Linked DNA regions of Neogale vison: region 2 is linked to region 1. Evidence: chromatin contacts called from public Hi-C data. All regions are on one chromosome and are shown on one strand. Each heading gives the region's core, a stretch centred on a gene start, on an enhancer-like site or on the middle of the called end of the contact. The rest is flanking DNA. Distances are from core to core; before and after follow the strand shown. Region 1 holds the start of OMA1 (metalloendopeptidase OMA1, mitochondrial). Region 2 has its middle 36 kb from the start of TACSTD2.

What was found. Hi-C and Micro-C count contacts between places; a contact is called where the count stands out from the background.
Region 2: a contact with region 1 is called in a Hi-C map of muscle, with 6 times the contacts expected there. The contact joins the enhancer-like site here to the promoter of OMA1 in region 1. A contact is called at or near these places in 2 of 3 Hi-C or Micro-C datasets (fibroblasts and muscle).

Annotation. Positions count from the first base shown.
Region 1 is chr2:47,769,015-47,774,763 of ASM_NN_V1, reverse strand. It overlaps OMA1 (metalloendopeptidase OMA1, mitochondrial), which reads left to right and starts at 2,355. Exons shown (of 9, transcript XM_044238337.1): 1 at 2,355-2,435.
Region 2 is chr2:47,827,066-47,833,193 of ASM_NN_V1, reverse strand. No RefSeq gene overlaps it. Among named protein-coding and RNA genes, the nearest start is that of TACSTD2, 36 kb to the right of the region's middle. Within about 2 kb of position 1,508, the one cell type or tissue checked has open chromatin away from gene starts, as enhancers often do. A contact at or near this core is called in fibroblasts, where this site is marked.

The DNA of each region.
Region 1 (5,749 bases), core at 1,106-3,605:
CACAGAAGCCAGGTGGTGGCCTTCACCACCAGAAGCCTGGAGGATGTAATTACCAGAAAAGCTGCCAAGTTAAAAAAGGCTGCACAGGGAATTGGTTCCTCAGGAGCTCTGAAGGTATTTAATAGTATAAGGTGGCCTAGGGGAAAACTAGATGGGCAGCTAGCAGGGTGCTGCTTAATATCTATAACCAGAAGAAGGCAAGAATGGGGGAGGAGCAGGATTCTGAAGGTGGTTGCCCTAATAAAAAAGTCATGCTTCTTGCTCAGTTCTCAGATCTGAGTCAATCTTCAGACCAAAACCACAGAACCCATCAACTGAAGAGGTGGCTGGGTCTTTAGGAAGGACGCCGCAACACGAAAACAAATATCTACTACAATGATTACTCTGAGGACTGTGACCATTTTCACGGCTAGCTGTATGTTGGGGAAAGAGAAACACCCAGAAATTTTGCAGGGTCTGAAAGGATCTCATTAGCCAGAAACCCGAAGTGTTATCACGGTCCCTCTGTAATTATGGGGGTCCGTGGTAAGCAGAGTCCTGGATGCTATCCAGCTTATGATGAGTCCATGGGAGCACAAACCCATACACTGGTCTTTCCTCAGTCCCTGAGTATATTATTGAGATGATATATTGAGAGCAAGCTCCACATTAGGTCCTTGGCCTTGAGTACTCATGGTAGGGAAGACCAAGGAAAGCCACTAAAACTGTCCCCTCCCTACCAAGATGAGCTAATAAAGCAAAATCGATATTTCACCCAAGGGGACAGGAGGAGGATGGTAGAAATTAATGCCACCATTAAAGATCTAAAGGAGGGGTGCCTGGGTGGCTCAGTGGGTTAAAGCCTCTGCCTTCGGTGATCCTGGGGTCCTGGGATTGGGCCCCGCATTGGGCTCTCTGCTTGGCAGGGGGCCTGCTTCTCCCCACTCCCCCTGCCTGCCTCTCTGCCTACTTGTGATCTCTGTCTGTCAAATAAATAAATAAAATCTTAGAAAAAAAATACCTAAAGTATACAGAGTAGTTGTTCTGTCATATCTCCATTTAATTTGCCAGTCTGGCCGCTTCAGAAACCAGGAGAACAGTTTATTGACTGTGGACTTAACCATGTAGTTGACCTGATGATAGTCACTGTGTCATCTTGGTGATCTGTCATAATACAGTCCAAAAGGATATGAACCACCTGGACATCGCAGAGAGCCCCACCCCATCTGCTACACTGATAGCAGCGCGCTCCTCAGGCATGCTGAGCAGGAGATAGCTAGCACATTGCAACCCTTGGTCAGACACATGCCCTTCAGAAAAGCCCATGAAGATTCAGGGACCTGCCACTTCTGTTTTCAGGGAATCAGTGATCAGGGATCTGCCAGGGTAGTTCCTTCAAAGTAAAAGGCAAATTAGAAAACACAAATAAGCAAGGCTAAAGAAAATAGTGCCTATAATCTTGTAAAACCTTATAATCCTCTAAAGGTGTCCTTAGTGTTTACATCTTTCAGGATGTTTTTCATCGTGCACAGAATATCAATCTAACAAATAGAGAATCATACCACTATCTGATACCGTGTTTATTTCCTTGTTCGCTTGCTCACTGCCTAGATCTCCTCACTGTGTATACAAGCTCTGTGAAAGTCACGTCCTTCTCTTGTTCACTGCTGCACCCCTGGCACCTAGAACACACTTGGTGCTGGATAAGTATTTTTTTGGTGGCATAAACCATACATACTAGACGCATTGTTTTGTAGCTAGTTATTTTCAACGAACTTCCAGCTGCTTCAGGTTGTATTTCATTTTTCTTAAAATGTGTCGTTCCAGAAGTCATGTGAAGTCACGTGAAGCAGAGAGCTCTCACTCCAGAGACTACTTTCACCAGTGCAACTTCAAAACCAAGAAACCTTAGTCTTTCGGCAGCCCTCGAGTCTCTTTCCCTTTGGCCGGCCCTGCCTTAGACTCTTTTTTTTTTTTTTAATTACATTTATTTATTTTCAGCATAACAGTATTCATTATTTTTTCACCACAGCCAGAGCTCCATGCAATCCGTGCCCTCTATAATACCCAGCACCTGGTACCCTGCCTTAGACTCTTGAGCCGTCACAGCCTTGCCTGGATCTTTCTTTTTTTTTTTTTTTTTTTTTTTTTAAAGATTTTAGCCTGGATCTTTCTTTAGAGGTCCCAAACCAGGTTCCAAGGACTCGAGGGAAGACCTGACAGGCAAACAGCCTAGCCCGCAGCCACGTCCCTCCTCCGACCACGCGGGGGCGTTAGAGCTCCTCCGTGGGCTCCTGGCCAGTGGCCCGCTAGCGGGACGACTCTGCGGGTGTGGGCGGAGCAAAAGGCGCCCCGGCCGGGACAGGGGGCAGGAAGTGAGGAGGTGGGGCTTCTGCGGTGGGGTAGGCGCTTGCGCAAGTCCGGTCGGCGGAGTCTTCGTTTTCGCCATTGCTAGGGTCTGTCCTGGTGGGGACGCGTTTGCCCTTCTTTTACGAGTTGGGCCGGGCCCAAGGGGCGGGGGCAGAGTGCTTGAGTTGGGGTGGAAGAAGGTCTTCGAGGTGGAGGGACTTCGGGGGGGGGGGTGAGGGGCGGGGCTTGTGAGCACCGCAGGGAAGGTTGGGGTGGCGGAGCCTGGGGGCCAGGGACGAAGGGGCGTCCGTCCGGGAGTACGGAGGGACGGCGTCTGCGGTCGGGGGAGACGGGCGAGTGGAGAAGGGGTGCGGGAGAGCCCCGCCTCAGCCGTCCGTCCCCTCCCGGCGTGAAGTGCAGGGACCCCAGGATGCCCAGCCAGCCGGGGAAGTGCAAGTCGGCTGGTGGATGTGGCTTCCGGGAAGCGAACCCTGCCTCTCCCCTCAGCGGTACCTTCTCTTCAGCGGCTGTGTGTTTGTGTGTTTGTGTAAAGTAGTAGAATTAACGCAGCCCGGCGTGCCTCACACGGACACCTTCCCCTGTGGAAAGCCGCTTCTAGCCGCCTGAAGCAGCCCGGGAGGCAAACCCTCTCTCACCTCCTCCCTCCGAAAGCAGAGAGCCTAAAAGTTTTCCTGCCTAAGCCCTGCCACGGAGAACGGAACATTTCCTGTCGCAGCAGCTCCGCGGAGTTGTGATCATTCCTCATGAAGTCGTCTCCGAATGCTGCTCTTGACACTCTTTTAAGAATGTCACCTGCGTGCGTAGAGAGGAGCGACGGTGATGTTGCGCCGTGCGGTCCTCAGTGAGAAACTGGAGTCCGGGGCGATGAGAATCGCTCAGGGGCAGCTCCGGGACTGACGGGCTCTGGTGACGGCCGCCAGCGCTGTGTGACCCTCGCGAAAATGATGCGGGTCTCTGCATCCTCTCAGCCGTGGGGGCGAAGGGGTGCAGCCTGGCATTTGGAAGCTTAAGAACCAAGTCTGTTGCCTTCCAGTTTATTTATTTATTTTTTTTAAAGTCTTCCATCATGGGTGTACTTTGCTTGAATGATTATTTTAAAGTACACGTCCTATTTTTGCCAATCTGACAGCTGTTGCCATAGAAACCAGAGAAGAACTAGTCATTTTCAGCAGAGTTGTTAAAACCGTCTCCCAGGCTTCGGCTGCGAGTGCCAGTGAGTGCTGTCCTTGCTCGTTCTGAGATGGTCCTTGAAGAATTAAGGATCTGAAATGTTCGTAGAGGCTAACAATCCAAGTGGTGTGATTTTTTTTCTCACATCATTAATTTAGTAGTCTTAGAAGTTGGCCAGCTATGTTTGTTGACCTGCTGCGGTTCTTTGAAGAGGAAGTGTAACCCTGATTCTTTCTTAGGCTCTGTGTAGTCTAGTATTGGCTCTTTGAAAACCTATAAATAGATTTCTTCCCCAATCCTTTACCCTTTCTTAAGGATAAACGAGGGATTGCAAAATATCAGGCACTATTTCTGTTCTAAATGACACTTGACTGTCAGTGGAACAGATGATAGTGTTTCTAGTTATGTTCATGTAATGTTTGGGGCTTTTGCTTATCCCTTCTGTGTCAAAATTTTTTTAAAGATTTCATGCCAGACATGAAAGATGAGCAGGAGTTTGCGGCAGTCACAGAGCTAAGCAGTGCTATAGATGTGCATAGAAATAGAGACGCGAGCTTTTCTGAAGGGTATAAGTAAATCGGTGGGTCTAGAGCTTAGGAATGGGGGAGGGAGAGCTGGGATAAGATGCCTGGAGAAATAGTGGGAGGTGGTGTTAGGAGAGGCTTGGTCTTCTGTATAGAGGAGTTTATGGAAGCCCATGGAAACCACTGGAAATTACAAAATTAGTTGCCCTTACCGGTTTTGGGGCTTATAAGAGTAATAGTACATCCTGTAAAAATTTAAACAGCACAGAAATACATGAGATGAAAATACTAAATCCTTTACATTCACCATTCTGCCACTCAAAATAACCATAATGAATAGTTTGCTGTGTTTTGCTTTAGATTTATTTATATTTATATATACTAGCATATTTCAGCATTGCTATTTCTGTAAGTTGGGCAGAGATTTTTGTTTGCTTTATTTTCTCTGGTATCTCAAAAATCCAGAATGGCATGTGGTATGGCATGTAGGAGGCACTCATTAAATATTTAATGAATGAATAACATCATTCAGACATCAAAAACTGAATGGGGTCTAGTGTAGGATTGTTTGGCCGAGGTGGTTAAAAAGGTTTTTGTTTGTTTGTTTTTTAAGTTTGTTGCCAGCATTTTAAAACTGATAACTTTTCACATTAAACTTGAATTTCTGACTTTTCTCGAAAATACTGAACTGTGGTAACACTAAGCTTAAGTTCCTTTACACTTGTTGCATCTTCTTTAGATGGACATGAACCTACATTTACTTAAGTATGACTTTGCCTGGACCCTACAGACTTGTGCTATTGAGTATAGTAGCCACTAGTCACCTATGGCCATTTTGTTTCAAATGAACTAAAATTGAGTTCATTAAGAATTCTGTTCCTCAGTCACACCAGCCACATTTTGAGTGCTCAGTAGCCATAGGTAGGAGCTACCATATTGAACAACGCAGACACATTACTATCATTGCAGAAATTTCTGTCGTGCAGCATCGGTTTACACAACTGAGTTTGCCATTCCTGATCTACAGAATTTTTGCAAGTAGCATTTGTTGTTATTTTTAAGAGTTTTTAAGATTCGTGTCTCTTTTTGCCATTACACAGATCTCCAATTTTTAAAAAATGGCTGCATAGTACTTAACAGTGTAGGACTTTATGCGAGTTGTGGGAGTAGGATTCTGTTGTCTGATTTGCATTTGATGAGCTGAAGGTGTAGGAGTTGGTGGTTTAATAGGCAGAGAGAGTGAGGGTATATAGTAATCCACAATTTAAGGCCACAGAGCCCAGGAAAGGTAGATTGAGATATTAAGGAGGCAGAATTGACATGACTGATTTAATGTGGATTGAGATTTTTTTTTTAAGATTTTATTTATTTATTTGACAGACAGAGATCACAAGTAGGCAGAGAAGCAGGCAGAAGAGAGAGGAAGAAGCAGGCTCCCTGCCAAGCAGAGAGCCTGATGGGGGGCTCGATGCCAGGACCCTGGGATCAAGGCAGAGGCTTTAACCCACTGAGCCACCCAGGCTCCCCTGGATTGAGATCTTTTGTATGGTAAAGTCACTGCAGAGATTATCCAGAACTGATTATCTAGAATTGAATCAGTGTTGAAAACTGGGAGTTCGGCTTTACAAAGTCTAGAAGGAACCCTTAGCTAATTCTAATAAGCAGCATGTGTAATGTCAAAATGTTACCAGCTTGTATAGATGTAA
Region 2 (6,128 bases), core at 259-2,758, 59 kb before region 1:
GCAATTTTTTCCACATCAGGGATTGCTGGACTTTCTTTTGTTCCCAAACACCTGACAGGTATGACTCAGCAGTAATTGCAGCGTCTAGACCCATCCAGAACCAGAAGAATGTCTAAGTTGGGCTCATTTTGTGTAATAAAATTAAATAGTTCAAAGGAAATCTTGGAAAGCTCTTTTTCAGAACAGAGCTGTGACTAACATTGAGTAGTTCTATATCTCTCCTAAGAGAGAGAAAGAGGGGGAGCTTTTATGAGCTCAGTTTGCTTAGATACAATGTCTCAAATGAGATTTCAGCATCAGGCAGTTGGAGAATATGTTGAGATCATTGGGACGCCTGGGTGGCTCAGTTGGTTAAGCGGCTGCCTTCGGCTCAGGTCATGATCCCAGCATCCTGGGATCGAGTCCCGCATCGGGCTCCTTGCTCGGCAGGGAGCCTGCTCCTCCCTCTGACTCTGCCTGCCATTCTGTCTGCCTGTGCTCGCTCTCTCTCCCTCTCTCTCTCTGATGAATAAATAAAATCTTAAAAAAAAAAAAAAAAAGCCATGCTCTACCAAACCGCCCCTAACTCAACATGGTAAAATCTCACTCACAGGAAGTCCGTTGCAGGTGATCTGATGGGGTGGTTCTCCTGGGCAGCGCATCTCCAATGGGTAATTCAGGTACCCAAGCACTTTCCCATGTGGCTCTGCCATCTTGTGACTCCCCATAGCTCACGTGTCCCCTCTTTGAAAGGGGAATGAGAAAGAATGGGGGAACACAATTGATATTTAACTACCTTGGCTTGGAGGACACACATCATTTTTGCTCATAAATTCTCGGTCAAGAACTAATCATATGGTCCCACCTGGATGCAAAGAGAGACGGCTCAGCTGATGGGGCAGCTGCATCTGCAAAGAATTCTACCTGATGGAAGGAGCACATGAATCTCGGCTAATGACCAAGATTCTGCTACAGACAGCTAGAGCTAATTCTATACAATGTTAAAACTCATCTTCAAATGGGCCTTGCAGTACTGTGCTTCAGACCCCACCAGTTCATAAAGAAAAACTGACATCAAGTTTCTTTGAAGCCAGAACCCTAATATTAAAAGAAAATGGAAAACATATTTCTCTCAAATCAAGGAATCTGAGAGCTGGAAAGGACCTTGGAACTGTTTGGGCTTAGAGTCCTATATCCTAATAGAAGGAAACAGGTCCCCAGAAATGAATCACCTTGTCCAAAGTCACACAGCCCCTTTTGTAGCAAGGTTACCCTGAGCAAACCCCAGCTTTGCTCTAGCACTGTCCTTTTGAGTGATGCCAAATTATTTTCAATTTCATGGCACAAAGAACTACTGTGAAGATTTTATGTGCGATTCAAATGTTCCATATAATTTATGTTTTAATTTAAAATGTAATTTTGTCTTTTAGAACTGCAAGATCTAATAAATGCCAGGAACATGACTTTTATGGAAAAGTTGACTAAAGAATTACTATTAGAAGTGATATAATTAATGGTACTTTACTAGCTTTATCTAAGATTAGCTATATTAGCTCGATCTAAGATTAACGAACCCCCAAATCCTCGCTGTTTGCTTTATAAATCCCCAAAGCTACATCTGCTCTTCAATCATCTTAATGAAAATGTTAACTCTGAGGCCACCAGAGGGCGCTCTCCCACAGCGGATGAGCACAATGATTTCAGCCCTGTAACGTGGACCAGCCCGCCCATCAGAAAACACCGCGCAGAAAGATGAATTTGGGCAGGTTGTGAAGCATTCTTTTGTCTAGTTCCTTGACATCGTGTGGTCTACGGGTGAGTTTCCTTGTTTCATGGTCTCTCTGGGTCAGCCATTTTCATTCATGAAGGTGTTTTATCACAATAGCATCCACCCATTTATAGATAGCACTGTATCTACAGTGCTAAATACTTTATGTACAATGTTACATTTGATCCCCCCACAAGAGCCTTACAAGAAGTTGTATCAACCCCGTTTTAAACTTAGCCTTAGAGTGTTATGTAAGCCAGCAGTGGCAGACACAGAATTCAGACTGAGGTCCATAGGATTCTAAAATCAGCTCACCAAACTACCATGATATTGGTTTCAAAGCTGGAAGGAACTTAAGAAACAATTTAGTTCAAATCTCCTCGTTTTTGGATGAGAGAACTGATACTCAGAGATGAGAAGTGACCTTTCCAAGTCATTAGACTCAAGGGCAGAAAGGGGAGATCACTTCCTTCCCATCGCCCATGCTCCTGGATCCCACCTCATGGGAATCCCTGCCTTCTCTGGGAAACCCAAAAAATCCTGCACCATGCTATACCCCAACACAGCAAGCGAAGCCATAGGATTATTAGTCTATTACCTGTACAGAAGAAATGGACCTTACGGATGGAAATTTTGCTTCAACATGTCTTCCCCACTATGGCCAAGCCTGGGAGAAGGGAATTCACGGGCAGAACACCTTGCATTTTCAAAAGTCATCTCTCTGCTTCCAGTGGGTCTCCCTGCACCCTTTACACTGCAGCCAGACGGGGGTTTGGTGCTTTGTTTTGTTTGTTCTGTGGAGCACAGCTCTGAGCAGGTAGGCACTCTGCCTTAGATTCTCTAAAGGCTCACCAGGCTCCCTGCGCCTGGTCCAACACAGATGCTTAGAAGACTCGGGGTGTGCCCCATCCATTCTCTAGTCTCACCTCTTGCCAGTCCTCCCCCCATTCACACACGCACACAGACGCACATGCGCACACACACACACGCACACACACACACTTTGCTCTAATCATAGCAAACTATTTGGTGAACCCTAACACTCATAGCTCCATCCAGCAGGCCATTACACTCTTCTGCTTTTGCATGGAACATGTCCCCTAGTTCCGCCCTTGTCTTCTGTGTCACCTTCAAAATTCAAACATCCCTTCAACCTAGAAGCCTGCCTTGCCTCTCCAAGGTCAGACTGGGTTAGAACTCTTCAGCTGAGCCCTCTGTCATGTCCCGGGTCACCCTGGCTTTTCCTTGTCTCTGTGTATTTCTGGGGCCTCCACCAGACTGGGAGCTCCTGCATAGCACGGATCCTGCTGTTTTAAACTGTGTATCCCTAATGCCTAATAGAATATGTAGCATAGATTAAGAAGACATTTGATCATTGAATGAATGATGGAAAACAAAAAGAACAGAAGACAGATCTTTTGGGCGAAAAGCAGTTGTATCACACTCAGTCGTCAGATTTTCTAGTTAGGGCAAAAGCGGAAAAGCCTTGGAGAAGCAGCACCTCTTCATTAGCCAATGAGCCGTGAGAGCTTCTGGTACGTCAGTCAACGGTGAACCTGGTAGCTCGCTAAAGATGGGATCCTCAAAACCACAAAGGCAGGTGGCGTGGGAACACTATGACAGGATCACGTTTTCTAATCCAAAGTGCACCGTAAGCTGGGTGACTCTGAGGCTCTGGTGGTGTTACCACTCTCCTTCCTGGGTCTTTTTATCCCTGCAAGCTGGGGGAGGGAGCTGCTCCGACATGTTCATCCATCGCCTTGCTTTCCTTCTCCTGCACCTCCCCAGAGAGACAACAACTTGAATTGAAAAGCAGGCAATGAGGTAGCACCATTTTTAAGACGACAAAGGTATATCCATCCCCTGAGGTCAGACAGGGAAATGGGCTCTGCCTTCTTCGAGCAGGCGGGGCAAACGGGGAGCAAGGAGTGCGGCATCCTCCCAGCTAGCTGGGCAGACCAGGAGAGGCAGCCCCTGCTCCCTTCCACACCCCTTCTGCGCTGTGAACGATGCCCTTGCACAAGGAGCTTTACCTCCAGGGCGTCCCCCCCAGTCCGGCTTCTCTGGCCCCCGGCGCATGGGGCGCACACCTGTGCTGTGGACACGGACCAGGCGCTCTGGACCCAGAGGGAGTCAGCCTCCCCGCCTCTGGAAAGAGAGCGACAGGAAAGACAAAAACAGAATAGCAAAACCCAAACAGGCCCTTGCAGATCTGGAGAGCTTTTCCCGTGGCTGCAGAGGGAAAAGAAAAGGATCCTGGCCAGACCCGTGGCTCGGTGTGCTTGGGTCCTTGCCCGAGTCACGTGCCCGGAACCCAGCCTCGCTGGCGGTCATGCCCGGGGCCTGCGGGGCCGTGGGGCGGAAGCAGCCAAGGCACTTGTAAGGAAGCCTGGTGCCCAGAAGAGAACGGCAGGTCAAGGCACCCTACACAGTCCAATGCATGTGGGGCCTGACAAAACCAAGGGCAGGAACATCCCCCACGCAGGAGCTGAGAACCTCTCCTTCTCACCCGGGGAGCACCGAGGGTGAGGGTCTGGGAGATGGCAGTCGCGGGGGGGGGGGGGGTAAAAACCCCCAGTGTGGTAGCGTCCCAGTACCCATGCGCCACCCCACAAGCCTTGAGTGCTAGGAGGTAGATGGGGGGTCCTGGCGGTGGGAGCCCTGCAGAGGTGAAGGCCAACCCTGGACAGGGAGGGCAAGAAGTGGGCATGTGCCTTGACTCCCTCGGTCCTTCAGGGAACCTGAGAAAATGTCACCGTGAAGAGTGATTTCTCCCCCAGGGAGAGAACCAGGACAAGGACTGAGTGTCCACCTTGTAGAGGACAAAGCATAGTCGTTCTCATTACTTGTAGATCCCAGTTACACTCTGTAAAGGAAGTACAAGGCTGGAGACCCGAACACTGAGTGACCCGTTATTCATTCTCAGAAAATGGTGCCTTTCACCTTACTGTGCGCCTTCACATCCCCGGTGCTGTTGAATCGTCAAGGAAAGTGCTGTTGCTCCTCTTTGTCGAGGAGGGCACTTTCCCACCCAGCGGCTCTTCTGAGCTCCATTCTGTGTTTCCCACAACTGTAGAGCATCTCCTCCAACAACCCACGAGGGCTCCCGACAACATACATGTCCAGAAAGGGATTCAGCGAACTCCCCATCCCCACTGATCCAAACCAAACCCTGTTCACCTCTATGACTGCCCATCTCGGTTCCCAGCACCACTCCTTTACACCGTGCAATATCCCCGTATCATTAACACACATTTCAAATCCCCTAGCTGATCGTGTCCCCTTCTGTCTGTAACTCAGCTCTTCTTTCTGGATCCGTCACCCCTCATTCCCTGACTGGTGTTCTATGTCCCACTCATACTCAACTAGTCAGAGTTCGCTACTGGACCTCATTTCTCAAGATTCCTTCCCTGCTCGTGTGTCATTCTCTCTGCCTGGAGTTTCGACCAACTTACATCAGTTTCTCCAGCAAGCTTCAGCTGACTCCCCCGGTCCCAGCACAGGATGAGGCTCCATCATGGCACATTCCACTTAACTCCAGTGCCTACTCCCTGGGTGTGAAGTTGTTTACTCTCTTTCTCACTAGAGGCTGTGCTCCTTGAGAGCTGAAATTGCTCATTCCTTTCCCAGGGTCTAGCACAGTGGCTGTCGTGTATAGATGCTTAGTAAGAGTCAGGTGGATGGATGGATGGATGGATAGGTCTCTTGTTCAAGTCAGCATGGCTTTCAGAGGAAGGAACAAGGACTCAAAGTCAAACCTTCTTTCCATATTCGTACTTCTGTATTACCCAGCTTTGAAACCAGTTCTCCAAGCTACCAGATTTCCTAAATACACCTACCATTGCAGGCTGCTACAAATGATGATAATATGCCTGGAGAGCCCCGGTTGCTCAGATGAGGGGCCCTGCGCCCAGGGAGTACTAGGTGGTAATTTGTCTGGTGGGTTTTTGTGTCCTGGACTGAATGTTGCAGAACGAGCTAATGAAATCTACATTGTAATTAGGGAAAATATACCTGCAGCAGGTTGAAGAGATAATGACAGCCTAATTGTTTTTTCCCCCCAGTATTTTAACACAATGGTCTAGAAAAATAATTTAGAATTTTGATTTTTATAATTACCATCTTTTGAGAAATCTGTTCAGAATTATAATTATCACTTCACAGGCTTCAGAGCTGACTTTGAATTTGGCACTTAAAGGCTTTGTTTAAGTTATCTCCTTTGGTTATCTCAAAACACTACGATGTAGCTCCTACTTACCGTACTTTGCAGGTGAGGAAACTGAGCCTAAGACGGGCTGAGAATCTTGCCCAGTTACCCTTGGTCGCAGGGTTGAAATCGAGCAGTCTGTCCGCTACTGAACTCAACCCATTTCTCTATGTT